Linked DNA regions of Mus musculus: region 1 is linked to region 2. The links are chromatin contacts, called in public HiChIP or PLAC-seq maps. All regions are on one chromosome and are shown on one strand. The core of a region is the stretch at or near the end of the contact, and the rest is flanking DNA. Distances in the headings are between cores, read along the strand shown. Region 1 has its middle 63 kb from the start of Gm15663. Region 2 holds the start of Tmtc2 (transmembrane and tetratricopeptide repeat containing 2).

The links. HiChIP or PLAC-seq counts read pairs in DNA pulled down with a chosen protein or histone mark.
Region 1: a contact with region 2 is called in an H3K4me3 HiChIP or PLAC-seq map of neural progenitor cells, with 106 read pairs. The contact joins the enhancer-like site here to the promoter of Tmtc2 in region 2. A contact is called at or near these places in 1 of 39 promoter capture datasets (the 3T3-L1 cell line), 4 of 484 Hi-C or Micro-C datasets (cortical glia, forebrain, neural progenitor cells and 1 more), 2 of 115 datasets of contacts at active chromatin or transcription factors (embryonic fibroblasts and neural progenitor cells) and 1 of 9 other capture datasets (pancreatic islet).

What each region holds. Positions count from the first base shown.
Region 1 is chr10:105,634,509-105,640,221 of GRCm38.p6, reverse strand. No RefSeq gene overlaps it. Among named protein-coding and RNA genes, the nearest start is that of Gm15663, 63 kb to the right of the region's middle. Within about 2 kb of position 1,446, at least 43 of the 459 cell types and tissues checked have an H3K27ac peak or open chromatin away from gene starts, as enhancers often do. A contact at or near this core is called in cortical glia, forebrain, neural progenitor cells and 1 more, where this site is marked.
Region 2 is chr10:105,571,445-105,577,766 of GRCm38.p6, reverse strand. It overlaps Tmtc2 (transmembrane and tetratricopeptide repeat containing 2), which reads left to right and starts at 3,288. Exons shown (of 12, transcript NM_177368.4): 1 at 3,288-4,100. The coding sequence starts at 4,018. Gm15663 (predicted gene 15663) reads right to left here and starts at 3,216. Exons shown (of 3, transcript NR_038032.1): 1 at 2,080-3,216.

The DNA of each region.
Region 1 (5,713 bases), core at 197-2,696, 64 kb before region 2:
TATGTCATCATTGGGGGAGGGCTTGCCGGTTTCGAAGCTGTGTTCTCTTTTCCAGTTCACTCTCTCTGACTTGTGGATTTCCGTTTAAGATGAGATCTCTCAGCTTCTCTCTCCAGCTGCCACGTCTCCCTGCTGTGGTGGATTCTTTCTTATTCCTCCGGAACAGTAACCCCTCCTCATGTAAGTCACTTTGGTCACAGATCTTTATCCCAGCAATAGAAAATGTGTAACCAGCGAGGAGGTGATGTGTAAATGCACGCCTTTAATCCCAGTACTCGGGAGGCAGAGGCCAGCCTGGTCTACAAAGTGAGTTCCAGGACAGCAAGGGCTATAAAGAGAAACCCTGTCTCGAAAAACAAAACCAACCAACAAACAAAAAATGTGTAACCAATACAAGTACAATGCAGGACTTTAATAACAGTTCAAGCAAACAACATCCAAATAGGTTTTCCTTTCCTTCTTCATAGGCGCGATGATTAATGTGATCCTTTTGTCTCCTCTCTTTACACAAAAGCTTAAGAGTCAAATAAAGAAAAAAATCTCTTATAATGAAAACATTGGTCTAATAAAACAAGAAGAAAAAAAAGAAATGTTTGTCCTAAATAACATTTCCAAGATGGCCCATTCCCACCGCAACTAAAGAATGTAAATCATTTTTCAGGTTCATTTTTATGGGGTGTTATTTTAACTTAAAAACAGACCCAGAAAGAGAGAGAAGATGAAATTGAATCTCACTAATTGAAATGGATGGGCCCAGAGCAAGCATCCATAGTCACAAACATGGTCAGTGTCTGTTCTCCCAAAGGCGCCATTTGTTAATGTCCCCGCGTAGCCGTGGTTACGCGGCTGCAGCATGTATGGAATGGCTTCTCTTCCTTACAAGTCAGCGCAGAGATGTGCCTGTGGGAAGAATAACAATAGCCTCCAGAGCTCTGGAGTGTATTTGAGATTTCAATTAAAAGTCCCTACCCACAGGTGGACTCCTTCCAAGTGCTGCCCTTTGGGGTCCTCACTCCTCCATGAGCCAGGAAAAAAAAAAAAAAAAAAAAAAAGGCCAGCCATCTATGGGGCTTTGTTTGCTGGGTGTGCTGTGAGACAATAGAATAATGAACAGCGAAGTCAGCTGGTGCCAGAGCTCTGTCCCAGGGCCTGGCATCTGGGAATCCGGTCTATTTACTCAGAGCAGCTGGGCAAGTTTGGAAAGACATTCCAGTTCGAAGATCCATTAACCCCTGCTAGGAGCCGCCTTTTAACGTGGACTTTTTTTTTTTTTTTTTTTTTTTTTAAACAGGATAAATAAGTGTTGGGTCCTACTGAGCTTGCACCCAGACAGTGGTAATGATTAACTTACACGGAGTAATCTTCAAGATCTCATACGCTCTCGGGCTTCGAAGCTCATATTTTGAGAGATGTTGGCAATGATGTGGTTGGAATGGTTTTTAATGCGGTGCTTTGTCCTGTGGAGTACTTGGAGACACTTAAATCAAGCCCTTTGTTTCCCAGTGCTCTGATAGAAGGGAATGGGCAGTTTTGTGGTTACTTTACCCTATAATAAGAAGACCGTATCTCCCGGACTGTTGCACAAACCCTTACCAAGTACATGCTTTGCCAAGCACGTAATTAATTAGGCATATCTGAACGAGAAGTTAGAGTCCCTGCTATCATAATGTCGCACATGCACCTGAAATCTTATTTCTAATTATAAGCCACACATGTGTGGAAAATAGGAAATGAGGCTCTGAAAATCTTTCCTGAACTGCACAATTTACTATTCTAGGGGTTTTTTTCTTCCATTATTCCAGTCAAAGCAGAGGATTGTTATAAGAAGCGAACTTATCTTCATCTCTGCCAGAGTCTCATCTCTCTCCTTTACATTTGAAATATCCTTATCCCATCTTTAAAATTTCAGAATCTCATTGTCTGTCAAACTCCCATTAAAAACTCCTTACTCTCTCTGTGCCATCCCAGCCAATGGGCAAAAATGTTCTTTCTTCCTGTGATACCTTTAGAAACTCGCTTTGCTATATCATAGGTAACTTATCCTTATCTGTGTGTGGTCCTTCACCTCTCCTTCTTTTCCTCAAACATCTCTAAAATCTCACATGTTCATGATCAAGCTCTAAGGTTGTTCTGATTTTGTTGACTAGAGTCTTTACACATCACTCGAGATTTTACACTAACTAGTCATGTTTTAGTTAGATTAGACATTCAGGGGCCGTGTTTGAGCAGAAATTGAGCCCCCCACCCATGTGTTCTTTATGGTTATCAGACATAAGGAAGGGAAGGCCCATGTTTGACAGCTTAGAAGTTAGTTCAGGAAGAGTAGATTTCTACTAGAAATGGTGGTTCTCTTGGAAAACAAGAGGAGCAAGAAGCCCAAGAGACAAAACATGATTGACAGGTACCAGGCACTGATGCATTCACGTGGGAACCACTATTGTAAAGATTCAAGAATTACAGAGGGAGCAGCCCTTTCCCAGTTCTCTGAAAGCTGAGGCAGGTGGATCTTTGTAAGTTTAAGGCCAGCTTTATCTACGTAATGCTACCCTATGTAAAAAACAAAAAACAAAAAACAAAACAAAACCAAAAAAAAAAAAAAAAAAAACGTCAAAAACGAAAGAAACAAAAAGTATGCAAGAAAGCTGCAGCTATTGCTGAGGCTGGCATTTGAAATGGTATGGAAATGAAATGGACTGGGCCTTGGTATTATAAACCCAGGATTCCAGGTCTCAGGAAGGCTGTGATGAGATTATAGGTGTATACAGTAAAGCCCTGTCTCCAGAACGAACGGAAAAAAAGAGAGGAAAGGAGGACAGAGGAGGGAGAGGAGAAGATGGGGGTAGAATAGGGAAAGAGAAGGACATTGAGCTAGTTTGGCACTCACACTCGCCAAACCCCTAACTGACAGCCCTCCTGCCTCAGCTTCACAATTACAATGTCATTAGGCTGTGTCGCTATGGTCACCTCAACATTATAGTCCTTATCCCAATCAACTTCAAACTAGGCAGGACTTCTAAATTGATTTTTATCTCATGTTTGAGAAAATTGGTATCCATGCTTTAACCAAGATGCTCAGTTCTCCTCAGCTTATAAACAGGTGGTCTTGGATCCAAGTTTATGTCTTCCCACCCAGTCTTTATTATAAGTGTTGGGGATTTATTTTTGTCAGTACAGCAAGAAGGAGACTTAGTGTTAGGACTTTGAGTTGACCCTCGACACTGAGCATATGTGTGCCTGGGTGACCCACAGTTGAAGGGAAAGGAACAAAAGAAAGATGGTCACTACCCTGATTTCTTCAGTCTCCAGGCAATACTTCTAATAAATCAAAAGCCAGGGGGCAGCAAGCCAGAGAGACTGAGAAATGTATCTGGCAGGGTTTTCTGTCTTTCTTACCTAAAATACAGTCCAAAGCAATGAACCTGTAGAGCCTCTTGATCAATAATCTCTTCCATGTGCCACTCAGCTTTGAGCTAGTGGTTTAATTTACAAATATATTATCCTCAATGAGAAGTCTGATGAACTGCAACATCCTTACCCGTGGGCCACTTTTGAGCTCTCTGTGAGATAGACTTTTCCCCCTAAAATAATGCATATAATGATGTACATTTCTCTTTGCTGCATTTTTGCTTTCTAGGTAATTTTATTATTGTCTTGGTTACCATTTCCTGTGTGTATCTTCTTGTCCTGGAATCACTCCACAGTATGATAGTACATCTAGGTCTGTCTTATCTTGAGCAGATCTTATAGAACTGCATTCCCATTTCCCTATGAAACTCCATTTGATATATATATATATATATATATATATATATATATATATATATTAATAAACTGATTTATAGAGAAATGTAAGTACTTAAGGGTGACATCTAGTCTTCCAGACAAGCTTCAGTGAACTCATGCTTGTGCAGTGTCTTCTGCTTTGAATAGCTTCAAAGTCAAAGTGATGACACTTCCCCCATAAAGCTAACTTACAAAGGTCAACAGCATTTTGACCTGATCTCTTGCAGTGGTTGCTATGTAGACGCTCTTATTCTTTGAGGACACTCAAGGTATTTCATAGCCCATGTTGGAGTTCTGACCCATTGCCAACAGCCATCAGCTTTCTAATGTTGAGAATAAACTCGACAAGATGTAAGCAGCCCAAGTCAAGCATCTATGGCAGGATTAATGGTGCTAAAGTGAAACTTGATAGCAACCAGGAGAAATCACAATGCTGCCTGAGACTTTGCCTACAATGGCTAACTTCTGACTCCGTGGCTGTTCTAACGTTTTTCAGAAGGGACTTTGTGAGGTTGATGCTCAGCAATGATGATATCCTTGATCTCCTAGAATTCTGATATTATGCAATAAATTTATTCAAAAACATCACAGAGAGAGAGAGAGAAAAAAGAGAGAGAGAGAGAGAGAGAGAGAGAGAGAGAGAGAGAGAGAGAGAGAGAGGTATAGCTCTGGCATAGGACTTTGCTATGTAGTACAGGCTGGGCTGGATTTCACATCGAATCCCTCTAACTTAGAGATGTCCCATCTCAGCGTCACAACCACTTGGACTGCAGGCACAAGCCACCACAACCAGTCCAACGATAAATTCCTTCTCCCAATACACTTGACAAGTGACACACAGGGACACATTTATTTTAATTCCTTTTTATTTTAATTCATTTTTATTCTTATCAATTTTCTTTCACATTTTAGGAAGTTGATATTGTGTTCAGCCAAGATGTCCACGTTTCCCCAGTATGTTAAAGCAGATCCTGAATCCAAACCCAGGTTTTCTAGGCAACCCTATTGTAATGGCTGAGGATGTTGTTTATTGATATAGAAGTCAAGTTAGAGATGTGAGGTGAGGTGTTTCCTTTGCTCCTCAGCACTGAGCATGTATCTGCCTAGATGATGGATGTGCACTAACATGTCAAAGATCCAGCGGGACAATGTGACAGACAGCTGTGGAGCTGAACTACCTCATATATCTAAGAGGAGTGAGCTGTGTCCATTACAAGCAGAACACTGCACACCACTGCTCTTGTTCATTCCCCTGTCTGCTAATACTTTCCAGATCTTTAATCTAAGCATCTTGAGAAATCTAGCTGTAGTTTTTTTGGGTTTTTTTTTTTAACTTTCCCAGGATTTACTCCAGATCATAGACACATGTGCTCAGAACATCCTGATTCTCTGTTACAATGTGTTTCTCATTTGTGATTTCACTGAAAAGCTTCTATTATCTAGAACAACCCTACAGTCTCTAAGACACTGAATAACAAGTCATGTTAGATAATGTATACATTCCTTTTCTCTGACAGATGAAAATAAAAGACTTTTGCTAATAACATATTTACTACAAAAATGACAATTTTCAAACACTGTAATATTTGTATTTTTATTTATTCTATTACTTCCTACCATTACATAGATAATGTCCTGATTTTTTTTCCAAGCTGAGCATTTGGGTCAGAATTATTTATCCCAATGGGTTACGAAGGCCAATATAAACGGTATCCATCCGCATTTCCTGTCGGCTTTTCACCCAAAACCTGGGACCATTTTGTACTGGGAAATCTAAGTCAGATAAACATAAGGTGGCACTGGAGAGAGGGGAGTTATGAAATGACCATTCCAACGAGCTTTTTGCAAGCAGTGCTCTGCCTGGGAAAACCCATCTCTTTTCTTTTGTGCAGCTATCTTTGAATATCATTCAAGACCACTCCCCACCCCG
Region 2 (6,322 bases), core at 2,039-4,538:
AGCTTAAGACAACCAGCCTGATTTCCTTCAACTGTGGACAGCTGCAGTAGTTTTAAATAAATGATGTATAAATTCAGAACTGAAGCAGCAGCAGCCTCCCCCACACGGGATAAATGCACCTTAATAAGCTAAAAGGAGGCTCTGTGATCATAAATGACCTCCAGGGGTAGTGATGGCATATTTAATTGAATTTTCCCTTTGGAGTTGCTTGAGAAAGGTAGAAAATGCAAGCAGTGGTTGTTTCTCAGACCTTGGAGAGCAATGCACAAGAGCCCATGGCTTAATTCACAGGAAGGATACACAGACATACGTTAAAGTATAATAGCGTTTTTGTTACAAGAAACTGGATTTTTTTCAAGCGTGGCAGGATGTGCAGTCTGCTGTCTATTAAGAATCTCAAGATGTACCATTTTATGGCATGTCTCAGTTTCTGAGGCTTTCAATTCAGAGGGGCTGGATGGTTGTAGAAGAAGCCACACTTAATGTTTTTAAAACTATCAGACCTTTGAAATGGAGAAATGCTCACAAGATTTTAGCTCTCTGAACCCAAAGCTTTCTAGTAGTTGTATGCCCATAAGTCTTAGGAAAGAAGCTGTCCTTGTGTGATTTCCTATCATGGATCTTCCCGAGGAAGTGATGCACTCAAGAAATGTCACCCTTCTTCCCTCTGGCTTTGGCATCTTTAACATAGACAACAATTTAGTTTCTTCTTCCTGATGAATATTTGTGGGCTTTCAGCTCTTCTATAATCACACTTAAATACTCTTATTGTTTACTTGTTTACCCTTTTTTAGAAGTTTCTTTTACAATGTTCAGATGCTATGGGCTCTGGGCACTTTGTGGATGAGGGGACAAGCTTTATGAAGATTGAATGGAAATTCAAGGGATTAGTTAATAAACTGATGTGTGCCTATCACCAGGTAGTAGTGGTACAGGCCTTTAATAGCAGCACTCTAGAGGGAGAGTCAGATGGATCTCTGAGTTTGAGCTCAGCTTAATCTACAGAGTGAATTCAATGACAGTCAGAGCTACACAGAGTAACCTTGTCTCAAAAAAAAAATCAAAACTCCACAAACAAACAAACAAACAAACAAGCAGACAAAGATACTTAGAAGGAAGTGATAAAGGATGATGGGAAAGAGGGGTGTGTATGTGTGTGTGTGTGTGTGTGTGTGTGTGTGTGTGTGTGTGTGTGTGTGCTTTATAAAATACAAGAAAGAATTTTTGAAGAAATACCATTTGAAAGATAGTGGAAAGTAGCCAAAGAAATGTCTGGGGAGAAAACAGTTCCAGGTACGAGAGAAAAGAAGGTTCCAGAGAAGGCATACACAGATGAACACATTGAGAAGAGGGGGAGGACCATATGAGCCAGACTAAGAGAGTTTTATTCTATGTGCACTACACACGCTTAAGTGGAGTGATTGAACTTAAAGCTGCTTGTCTGGAGCCTCAAGTAAATGCTTGGAGCAGGGGCGGTAGGTGTAGAAGCAAGACCATTTACAAGGCCATCAGATTAGTTTGTGCAGGAGATACTAACGCTCTGTGGATGTGATGGGTGTATTTTGGTGATGGCTCGGACTAAGAGTGGAACAGTGTGGGTGTAATGGTATGTATTTTAGAGAGGAATGTCTAAGTATTAGTTAAGAAGTAAAAGGATGACGTTGGAAATCATAACAGCTAACTTATTGCACTTACCAGTCCCCCTCTGGATGCTTTATTTACATGGAAACTCACCCAACCAAAGTAGTATTTATAAGTGAGGGGTGAAGGAGGTGATTGGCCCCAACTTACTCAAATAATTAATAGCTGAGTTGATACTCAAATCTAGGTATCTGACTTAAGTATTTATTCTTCCCCCAGTGCCCCAGGATCCAATATCAATACATAAGCTCAGAAGAAGGTCAGAGAGGATCCGAATGGAGCAACTGGTATGATTTTTAAAAAAACTTTAAAAAATACATTATACCGGGGAGCACTGAAGAACAAGAATCACCATCTTCAATATATTATTTGAGAACTTCCTACGTGCTCATAATATTTTGATCAAATCACAATTTGCCTGTTGGAGGTTGAACACACATTTGTCAGTTTCCAAACGATTTCTTTGTGAAGTCAGACATCCTTATTCTGCAGGCGTTCAAACTTTTCAGATCGCTGCCACATACCCAGGGAGTCCACTTTCCTTATTATCTTTGAAGAGCTTGCTGGTTAGGTGCAAAAGGGGAAGTTGGAAGTCAGCCCTGCAAGGACGTGTTTTCTGTGCCCTGTAGCTTCCCCACAGCAGGGGGCGCTGCAGTCGTGTTCATCATAGTCCAAGGGAGCGACCAGGGCAGTCAGAAAGGGAACCAGGCAGGAAGGGGGTGTGGCAGACAGCTCTCGGATCTCTTTGGTCATGCAACTTTAGTACCCAGCGCTCCTTCTGCCCAGACCATTCTTCTGCACCGTATTTCATCATGTTGGATGCCTTCCATCCAGTCTTGCATCCGGGCGGAAAGGAAAGGGCATTAGCTTTCCGCTCTGCTGGGTTTAAGGATGCCGTTGTAGAGGGTTGCATTAGCGTGGTCTCTTCTATAGTCTCAGAGTCAGCTTGACAGTCCTGAACCACTAAAGACACCCATCCCCACGCAATTTCTGAGGAACGCGTGGGTGTTTCTTACCTTCTTGCCTCTCCTCTTTCATTTCCTGGATCCCTTTTCATGATCTTACTGCGGGGCACGCGTCTTTCCACTAATATTAATGTCGACCGTCACGGCGTGGCCTCGGAAAACTCTCTCCTAAACGCTGCTTCCCTGGCTCTTCAACAGGCCCTTCCATCCCAATTCAGCTCACGCATCGCGCGCGCGCGGGGCAATAGATCCTTAGTGTCAACCGAGGTTGCCAGCGCTCTGCAAACCTGTTCTACCTCTCCGCGTCCCGAGAAGTCTCTCCAGCTGACCAGTCTTTTGCCTGACAGCTCTTGGCACTAGACGTTTGGCTTGCGATCTAGAGCGTGCAAAGCGCCTCCCCGCAGCACTGGGCAAACCATTGACTCCTCCTGTCGCCTCTCTCCTCCATCTCCCAGAGCCCAGGGCACACTCTAGCTATCGTTTTGGGCAATCTTCCAAAAGTCATCTTTGTCCTGGGCTTTGGGGGAGGCTTTCCAGAGTCAAAAAGAAGGTGAAGGAAGATGAAGAAGAGAGTGGGGCCAGAGTACCAGGCTGGAGCAGCTAGAAGAGTGGGCGGAGCCTCCAGCCAGTGGGGGTAGACAGGGAGGAGTCTGCGGGGAGGATCTGGGTGGAGAAAGGGGCCGGGCTAGCTTAGGGTGGTGGGCTGGCCACGCAGGCGCGTGGGGCCGCGACGAGAACCCCACGCGGGAGCTTTTGGAGTCCCCAGTCGCCGCTTCTCACTTCACTGGAGAGGGGTCCGGGAGGGAACCAATAAAGAGTGAATGTGCCGCAGCCGCGGTGGCGGCCGAGTTGCTGCGAACGGCCCCGGAGTCGTGCGCCCGGGAGGCGGCGAAGGGAGGCGGTTCGCCTCGTCCCTCCCACCCGCCCCTTTCTCTCTCGGTCTCTCTCTCTGTCTCTCCTTTCCTCCCGCTGGTCCCAGATCCTCGCTCTGTCCAGCCCTTTGGTCCCCCCTCTTGCACTCTTCTATCTCCGCAGTCCTTTACCTTAGGGCGTCCCAAAGTGCCATGGGTTAGGGTGGGGACCGCGAGCCGCGGGAAAAGGACAAGCCCCGATTCTCCGCCGGGGGGCGTGAAGCCGATCGCCGCTTGCCTCTCGCGGTTGTCGGGTATGGGGAGAGCGGTGTGAGCCCGCAACCCCCGGAGCACGCAGGAACAGCGGAGCCCGGCGCCCCGAGGAGGAGCCCGGGATCGGAAGAAGGAGAGGAGGGAGGACGAGGAGGCGGGCGGGGAAGCCGGGGAAAAGTGCAGCCAAGGAGGAGAAGGCGGCGGAAGGTGGGGATTGATGCTTCTGTTTTTTGTTGCCGCTGCTGCGCTCGCGCTGGGAGCCAAGCCGGAGGGAAGGCGGTGGAGAGATGATTGCAGAGTTGGTGAGCAGCGCTCTGGGGCTCGCCTTGTATCTCAACACCCTGAGTGCTGATTTCTGCTACGATGACAGGTAAGTGGGTGAGAGAAAGGGGCAATGGCTGCGGTGCGACGGGGGTGGGGTGGGGGCTCCTCGGTGGCTCTGGTACTGCTTGCTGTCAGGCTGAAGCGCGTCTTGGGGGCGGGGTTGGGGGGACAGGTATCTGCACCTGAAGGTTTAGGCGACACGGAAACCGTAACACCTAAAGCAAACAGCCGGGACGGACGCAGGCGCGCTGGGCGGGCCGAACGAGTTTCCGCTCCTACTTTGCAGCAGGTTCTTGCTTGCTTCTTGCTGGTTGGCAGGCGCTTAAGTTTCTTTGCGGAAATCCAGGCAATTTGGAAGACTGTTTAATGAACCCACGTTAAACAAACAACCAGCCAAAGTAAAAATTCCAATAACAATCCTTGGTATACCTTGGTGCAAAAAAAAAAAAAAAAAAAAAAAAAAAAAAAAGAAAGAAAGAAAGAAAGAAAGAAAGAAAAAGCATATTAAGCGATTTTACGTGTGGGCTGGAAGGAAGCACCTCTGCACCCCTAGAAGATCCTCCCCGTGTGGTTTCCTTTTATTGATAGGACACTGATTTCTCGAAGTTAAACGCACATATGACAGTTGCCAAATAGAGGAAAGAGCGCGCGTACTCTGAGTCAACTTTCTCTTTGACGTGTATGATAGTAAACTTTGAGCTGTATCTCGCTGCTGGTTGTATCTCTCGCTCCCCCAACCTTGCTCACGCATCATGGGGAATTCCTTTATAAAAACGTGGGCTTTCAGTTCTGTTTGGGCGTTTTGCATGAGACATTAGTGATTCGCTGGTGCTAATTGCAGAAGAAGACGCCCTGGAGACAGAAGTTGTCTTCTGTATTTGGGTTAGTTTGGGTGGCTAATGAGACCCGGATTGTGTTGTCAAAGAAACTGCATTGATGCTTGGAAAAATATCACCCTTGTGCTGATGTCTCTACCTATTTTTAAAATATATTGTTAGTGTTTAGAAACTGATGAAAAGCTCCAATAGCCATTAGGGACAACTCCCAATTTGTGCCTTTCCGGTGACTTAATCTGATTACAATTAAAACAGATGCATAATTAAAATATATTGGGGAGAACGGCATGCCTGGCTAAACTTATTAACCATCCTGGAGTGTTTCATGCTCCATTGAAATTAAACCATCCAAAAAGTGAACACAGATTTACTCTGACAGCCTTTCAGCAGCCTCTCTGGGCGTAGGGGAGTGAATGGATCTCCAGGGTTAGGGCGAGGAAGCTCGTGAACCCAGCAAAGTGGTTGACAACAGTCCGAGAAGGAAGGGTATATACTCTTTGCTAGCCAGCCATAGTCTATATACTCTGTTCGGTCCACTCTCCTGCTAAGAGTGATTGGATGTCTTAAATCAGGGGATCTTGGTCCCCACCCTCATGTCTGCTATGAAATTCCCTGATGATACTTGCAGAACTACCCCATACACCCCTGATGTGTTTCTGCATTGTGCCCAGCAGAGACTGGCTGATAGTCTCTGGCAGACAAACTTTTCCTCAACTTTTTAAAGAGTGTACTGACTTCAGCTGCTCTCAGAAATGGTCCAAGAGTGAGGCAGGCTGGGCTGCTGGCCTTTCTCTCTCTTCAGATTTCTGTGATGTTGCACCTGCTATTTTAAGAGTCCCCATGGGGAATGCTTTGTTCAGGTTTCGCTAAAATGAGTCCAGGGATGAGTCAGGGCAGTGGCTGACTCTTCTGGGGGGTGGTGATCTGGAAGAGGGAGTGTTGAAACCAAGAATACGGAGCTTAGGAAGAAAGTAAACTCGGAAATACTGTCACATTGTTGAACATTATGATAAAGCAAGCATTTCTCTTGACTACGCTTAACTGCTGCCCAGTTCTTAAAAGAGGATAAAGGCACCACTTCCTTTAAAAATGGAGACTAAAACTTAAGTCAGTGTGCAGGCGCAGCTTTCTGTAGGTCTCCCACTCACCCTGACCTGTTTGGACAGTGAGTCTGGGAGACAGCTGTGCTGATGATGATACATGAGTTGCCCTTGATGACTAGAATTTGTTATAGGTTCCTCCCCCTGTTACAGGTCACAGTGAGTGTTACCAATCCTTGTCTTCTATTTTCTCTCTGTATAGGTGAATTTCCTGTGATAATTTTCTCATATCATTGATAGCAGGTCCAATATGATATTTAGACATGTATCTATAGAACACTGAGGGCCTAAAGTATGAATTATGCTTCACTATGCATTAAAAATTATTTTCT